Linked DNA regions of Salmo salar: region 2 is linked to region 1. Evidence: chromatin contacts called from public Hi-C data. All regions are on one chromosome and are shown on one strand. The core of a region is the stretch at or near the end of the contact, and the rest is flanking DNA. Distances in the headings are between cores, read along the strand shown.

What was found. A called contact is a pair of places that touch in the nucleus more often than the background predicts.
Region 2: a Hi-C map of blood shows a contact between it and region 1, with 6 times the contacts expected there. The contact joins the promoter of LOC100194732 here to the enhancer-like site in region 1. A contact is called at or near these places in 3 of 3 Hi-C or Micro-C datasets (blood, gill and muscle).

What each region holds. Positions count from the first base shown.
Region 1 is chrssa15:47,713,753-47,716,745 of Ssal_v3.1, reverse strand. No RefSeq gene overlaps it. Among protein-coding and RNA genes, the nearest start is that of LOC106571676, 14 kb to the right of the region's middle. Within about 2 kb of position 1,530, at least 2 of the 13 cell types and tissues checked have an H3K27ac peak or open chromatin away from gene starts, as enhancers often do.
Region 2 is chrssa15:47,761,825-47,764,817 of Ssal_v3.1, reverse strand. It overlaps LOC100194732 (checkpoint suppressor 1-like), which reads left to right and starts at 1,617. Exons shown (of 4, transcript NM_001139762.1): 1 at 1,617-1,722.

The sequences.
Region 1 (2,993 bases), core at 281-2,780:
GGACAACTCTGTAAAAAGGTTAGAAAATATTTTATTTTTCCTTTCTTAATTGAAGCAATTTGACCTGCAGGACTTTCTCAGTTATATTGCATGGGTGCTTGTAAATAAGATGCAAAAGTAAATCTTTTTTTATTCAAAGATCATGTAAGATAAACAATGTATTTAGCATGAAGCATGACTTATTTTCATATAAACTTAGATCCTAGAAGAGAAAACAAAGGTTTTGCCGCCAATTCTTATACACTCAATTTTATTTAATTTAATTTTGATTTAAAAAATGTTTATTGATATTGTATTTCTTCAGATGAGCGGGCTTTTAATGATATATCTTCTTCAGGGAGACATTTTATGGGGAAATCACTCTGCAATTATGAGGCCCTGCTACTCTGGGCTTTAAGTATAACAGACCTGGGTTCAAAAACTATTTGAAATTATTTCAAATAATTTAATATGTGCTTAATTGAGCTTGCCTGTTGCAATGCAACCAATAGTAAAGTCCCAAAAGTGCAAACCCCGCCCACCTGGCACCCCAGCCAGGCTAAAGCGAACTGTAAAATTATTTGAAAGGTTTCAAATAGTATTTGAACCCAGTCTGTTAGCTCTAAGGCTAGATGGATCAACTGAAAAGCCTCTAGTATGGCCTTCAGTCTTCTTCTGCCTCTTAAACAATAAATGTGTCAGTGTTCTAGTGTTATTCAGAATATATCAATAGTGTGTGAGTGTGTGTGTCCAACAACCATACACCCTTTAACATTGTGCCTGCCCTCCAGACTTAATTGTATTCCGATGTCTTTAACTGACATGTTTTCATATTGAACAGAACATATTTCTTTATTTCTGAAAGTGTTTTCTCTCGTTTTGTTCTGTAAATGTGTTACCATTGGGTCCTAGTTTTCTCCTCCCTGGCAGACACTTCCCTGTAAATGGACGGAGTATATGTACCTGTTTGACATGGAATTTAGAATTTGTCAGAATGTTCCACCGTTCAACTGGCTCCAACTGGTACAGCCAAACCTTTTGTTGAAAGTTACCATACCATGAACTGACTGAGGATTTATGTATATAGAGTGGAGTTACTGTACATGATGAACACGTTTCTGTACAAACAGCAGAGGTAATTATGGGTTAGAAAGAGGTTATGTGCAGACAGTAGGGAAAGGCAGAGTCAGAGAGAGACAGACTTTGTTTTGGGTTTATGGGAAAGACTGAGAGTGACTGACAGCTAGACTGGGAGTTAGACAAGCAAATGACAGCAGAGTTCCATTGTCATAGTATTCTATCAACTTTGATACGGAACACTGACTATTCTATTCAATTCAATGTGTTTCTTCTATCAATGTTGACATGAAATAGACTCACTCCCTGTATACCTCACTGCCATCTCCACTTCCTCTCTTGACACTAGAAAAGTGTTATTGTGTTACAGGTCAAGCCCTCTGTGTTATTTGCAGTAGGAAGTCAGTGAACTGGTGACTAATAGTAGAGTCTGCCGTGGCAAGTCAAGGAGAATGTGTTGCTTAAGTAACCACCATCTCCTCCAGTGACTCACATGGTGACTGTGTCCCAAATGGCACTACTTTTGACCAGAGCTAATAGGGCTCTGTTCAAAAGTTGTGCACTATATAGGGAATAGGATGCCATTTCGGACACTTCCAGTGACATACAGGGAAGGAAGGTGAAGTTATGAACATATAAGGGTCTGCTTGACAAATAGAACGATACTGGGAAATAGGACTGAGTAATTTAATGCATAGGGAAGAAAAATAAGAAACTCTATCACTGCCTGAAAAGCCCTCGAATGAGAAACAAATGTGCTTATTTTATTTGAACTAAAACCTGCCAAACTAAACCATGCTCAAAGTGTGCATCCCAAATGGCAACACATTCCCTATATAGTGCACTTTTCTTTCAAAAGTAGTGCATTATAAAGAGAATATGGTGCAATTCGGGAGTCACCCAAAGCCAGCCTGCCAGCCAGTCCGCCATTTTGTTTTCTATTAATTTTTTTTTCTTTTTTTGTGTTTGTTTACTCTGACAAGACGTTACAATACTGCCACGTTAATGACTATTTGAGAAGGGTCAGAAAGCCATAGAATAGAGATGTCAAACGCAAATGATTATGTTGCTCTATGAGAAGAATCGATGTAATGCAGAGTGCACCCAGCTTGGTTGGTTTTCCAATGAATGTTTGATTATTTCCTTGTTGTGCAATCACATTGCCAAAGAACGATTTCAAACAATTTCATCGATTTCATTCATGTAAATATCACGTTGTCCAATACCGTGGCAAAAAAAAAGTATAAATGTTGTTTTTTCTTTTCAATTTTTCTGAAACCTTCAATAATGTTTATGTGGTGTATTGTCTTCCAGTTGCAATGATTAAAGTTGACCTGAACTCAACTCCTTGAAAGAGACCATGAAATAATTACATTCAATTGAATTGAATTGGGTAAAAACATTACCACATTGTATTCCCAGAGGACAGCGCTTAAAAAGTATTAATTAAAGCACTTGGTCCTCGATAGTAAAAACAAGTAAAACATCTAATGGTTAAAAGACAAGACAAAGAATACAAAACAACAACATTACATTCATATTAGTGAAGAAAACGGTCACTATCCATTGCACCTCATCCCTAATCTTAAAAATAAAACCGAACCAACAGTAGCAATAAGCATGTAATATCCATGTTATTCACATCATCCCAAATCATCCCACACAGAGCAACTAAAAACGAAACATATTCTCTGTTTCAGAAAAGCAAGCAAATGCTTGAAAGCTCGGTTGAACCCTTCGCATAAGTAAATTGATCATTAGGTTATTGAGACCAGTGCCTGTGATTGGCTCTTTAGACTGGCCTCTGTTATTGACCTCAAATGTTCACATTAACAAGGCTCAGAACATAACAAGACCCTTTTCAACCTGTTACATAACTATTCATTCACTTCCTGTAATCATTAAAGTCCAATACTTTTGATTAAGTGTCAGCGGTG
Region 2 (2,993 bases), core at 368-2,867, 48 kb before region 1:
CAAAACGACCGTGAAGCTTACAGGGCAAAGTGCCACAAACAAAGTTAACTACCCACAAGGACAGGCTACCTAAGTATGGCTCCCAATCAGCGACAACGAAGTACAGCTGTCCCTGATTGAGAGCCATACCAGGCCAAAACAAAGAAATACAAAACATAGAAAATAGAACATAGAATGCCCACCCCAACTCACGCCCTGACCAAACCAAAATAGAGACATAAAAAGGAACTCTAAGGTCAGGGCGTGACAGTTACTTGAACTCTGTGAAGAAATTATTTGGCCTGTAATTTCTGAGGCTGGTAAGTCTAATAAACTTATCCTCTGCAGCAGAGGTAACTCTGGGTCTTCCTTTCCTGTGGCGGTCCTCATGAGAGCCAGTTTCATCATAACGCTTGGTTTTTCCTGGATTGACTGACCTCCATGTCTTAAAGTATTGATAGACTGTCGTTTCTCTTTGCTTATTTGAGCTGTTCTTGCCATAATATGTATTTGGTCTTTTACCAAATAGGGCTATCTTCTGTATACTACCCCTACCTTGTCACAACACAACTGATTGGCTCAAACCGATTAAGAAGGAAAGAAACTCCACAAATTAACTTTTAACAAGGCACACCTATTATTTGAATTGCATTCCAATTGACTACCTCGTGACGCTGGTTGAGAGAATGCCAGGAGCGTGCAAGCTGCCATTAAGGCAAGGGTGGCTACTTTGAAGAATCTTAAATCTAAATATATTTTGATTTGTTTAAGACTTTTTTTGGTTACTACGTGATTCCATATGTGTTATTTCATAGTTTTGATGTCTTCACTATTATTCTACAATGTAGAAAATAGTAAAAATACAGAAAAACCCTTGAATGAGTAGGTGTGTCCAAACTTTTGACTGGTACTGTATATATATATATATATATATAGTCACTTGAATTAAGAATGTATAAACGACAAAGGATCAATGCTTCTTTCTTTAGTTAATTGTTTCCTGTGTTGAGAAAGTCATTCAGTCGGTCAGCCAGTCAGTGAGCCAGTCAGTCAGCCAGTCAGTCAGCTAGTCAGTCTAGCCTACTGGAGCCTCTGAACAGCATGAACTGATCACCTCCCTCTAGGCAGGCCCTCGTTGCCCTGGTAACCTGCTGACGCTCTGAGGGAGGGAGGGCTCTGCTCAGAGACAATGGCATTCTTTCAGAGAACACCACTAGCACTAGGACCCTGGAGAAGACTGGGACTCCTGTTGGTGGGCCAGGCAGGCTGACTGGCTGAGCTGTGGAACACACAACCCTACTGAGAGAGAGAGAGAGAGCTGAGGGCAGAGAGAGAGAGAGAGAGAGAGAGAGAGAGAGAGAGAGAGAGAGAGAGAGAGAGAGAGAGAGAGAGAGAGAGAGAGAGAGAGAGAGAGAGAGAGAGAGAGAGAGAGAGAGAGAGAGAGAGAGAGAGAGAGAGAGAGAGAGAGAGAGAGAGAGAGAGAGAGAGAGAGAGAGAGAGAGAGAGAGAGAGAGAGAGAGAGAGAGAGAGAGAGAGAGAGAGAGAGAGAGCGAGAGCGAGACTACAGGAACGCAGTCAGTCGCCTGTGTTGCTCAGTGCCAGAAACGCAGAGCTGGGGCGGAAATGGAGGGGCTCAGGCTCAGTGGAGGGAACTGACATTGCAGACTAGGCGAGGAGAGGTAGAACTATCGGAGAGGAGGAAAGGAAGGAAGGGGCTCGTCTGGACAACAGAAGGATTCTAAGGTGACTTTATGGCTCTTTTCAATCGCTGTCTGTGGTGATGGTGGGGGGAGGGGTGTGTGTGTGTGTGTGTGTGTGTCTGTATGTATGTATGTATGTATGTGTGTGTGTGTGTGTGTGTGTGTGTGTGTGTGTGTGTGTGTGTGTGTAGACTTTAGCAACCAAAGGAGGTTAAGTGTTGACATGTGCTGCTTCTGCACTTCTAAGTAGAGAGACAGTGTGTTTTTCAGTGTGTTTTTCAGTGAGACAGAGCGAGGGATAGTTATGTGTTTGTTTTGAAGGGAGAGTAAAGGGGAAAGTCTAAGTGAGTGTTGACAGTCGTAGACTGGAGGGAAGGGGTCCAGAGGAGTGTACACTTTTAAGGGAACAGGGGGATCCCATCCACTCATGTTAGGAGAGAAAGAGAGAGTAAATTGAGAGAGAGAGAGAAGAGATGGGGAGGTTTTAATCAGCTGAGCTCTGTGGTTTAGGGTTGTTGGTATACTGTACACTGTGTCCATGGATAGAGAGAGAAGAGTGATGTTTTAGTCAGCTTTGGGTAAAGGCTTGTAATGCATGTGGATGAATAGAGCTGTATGTCATAGCTTAGATTAAGAAGGGACTCTTGTATGGGGATAAGGGGCTGGGTACTGTACGTGCGAGTGTGACAGGCGGCAAATAGGTTGAGAGAGGCAGATCTGATCAGACGCACAGCAACAGTGGAAAGAGCGCGTGGCACAGGGTGAGCACTATCACATCACATTACACACACACAGACAGACACACACAGACAGACAGACAGACAGACAGACAGACAGACAGACAGACAGACAGACAGACAGACAGACAGACAGACAGACAGACAGACAGACAGACAGACAGACAGACAGACAGACAGACAGACAGACAGACACCACATCTCTCTCTCTCTCAGAATATATTTATAATAAATGGACTCCCTAATCGTGGAGTGTGTGTATTCGCCAGCATATCAGGGCCACTGTGTTTGATAAGAGTGAACAAGCATGTCTGTCATTATTGCGTGTGTTTCATGTGTTTCGTCTGTTCACCAGCATCTCTTTATTTACACGTGCAACAGTACTTGTTTTTGTATTATCGTAGAATCTTGTGTGTGACTTTCCATGTGTTTGTTCACCTGTCCTTAATCTGTGTGTTTGTTCGAGTGTGAGTGTGTTTACATCTCTGTCTGTGTGTAAATGTGTATCCACGGCAGCGCAGGGAATGTTCACTTGTTAGACAGAGTGTCAATCTCTGTCTCTGTCTCTCCGTGTCTG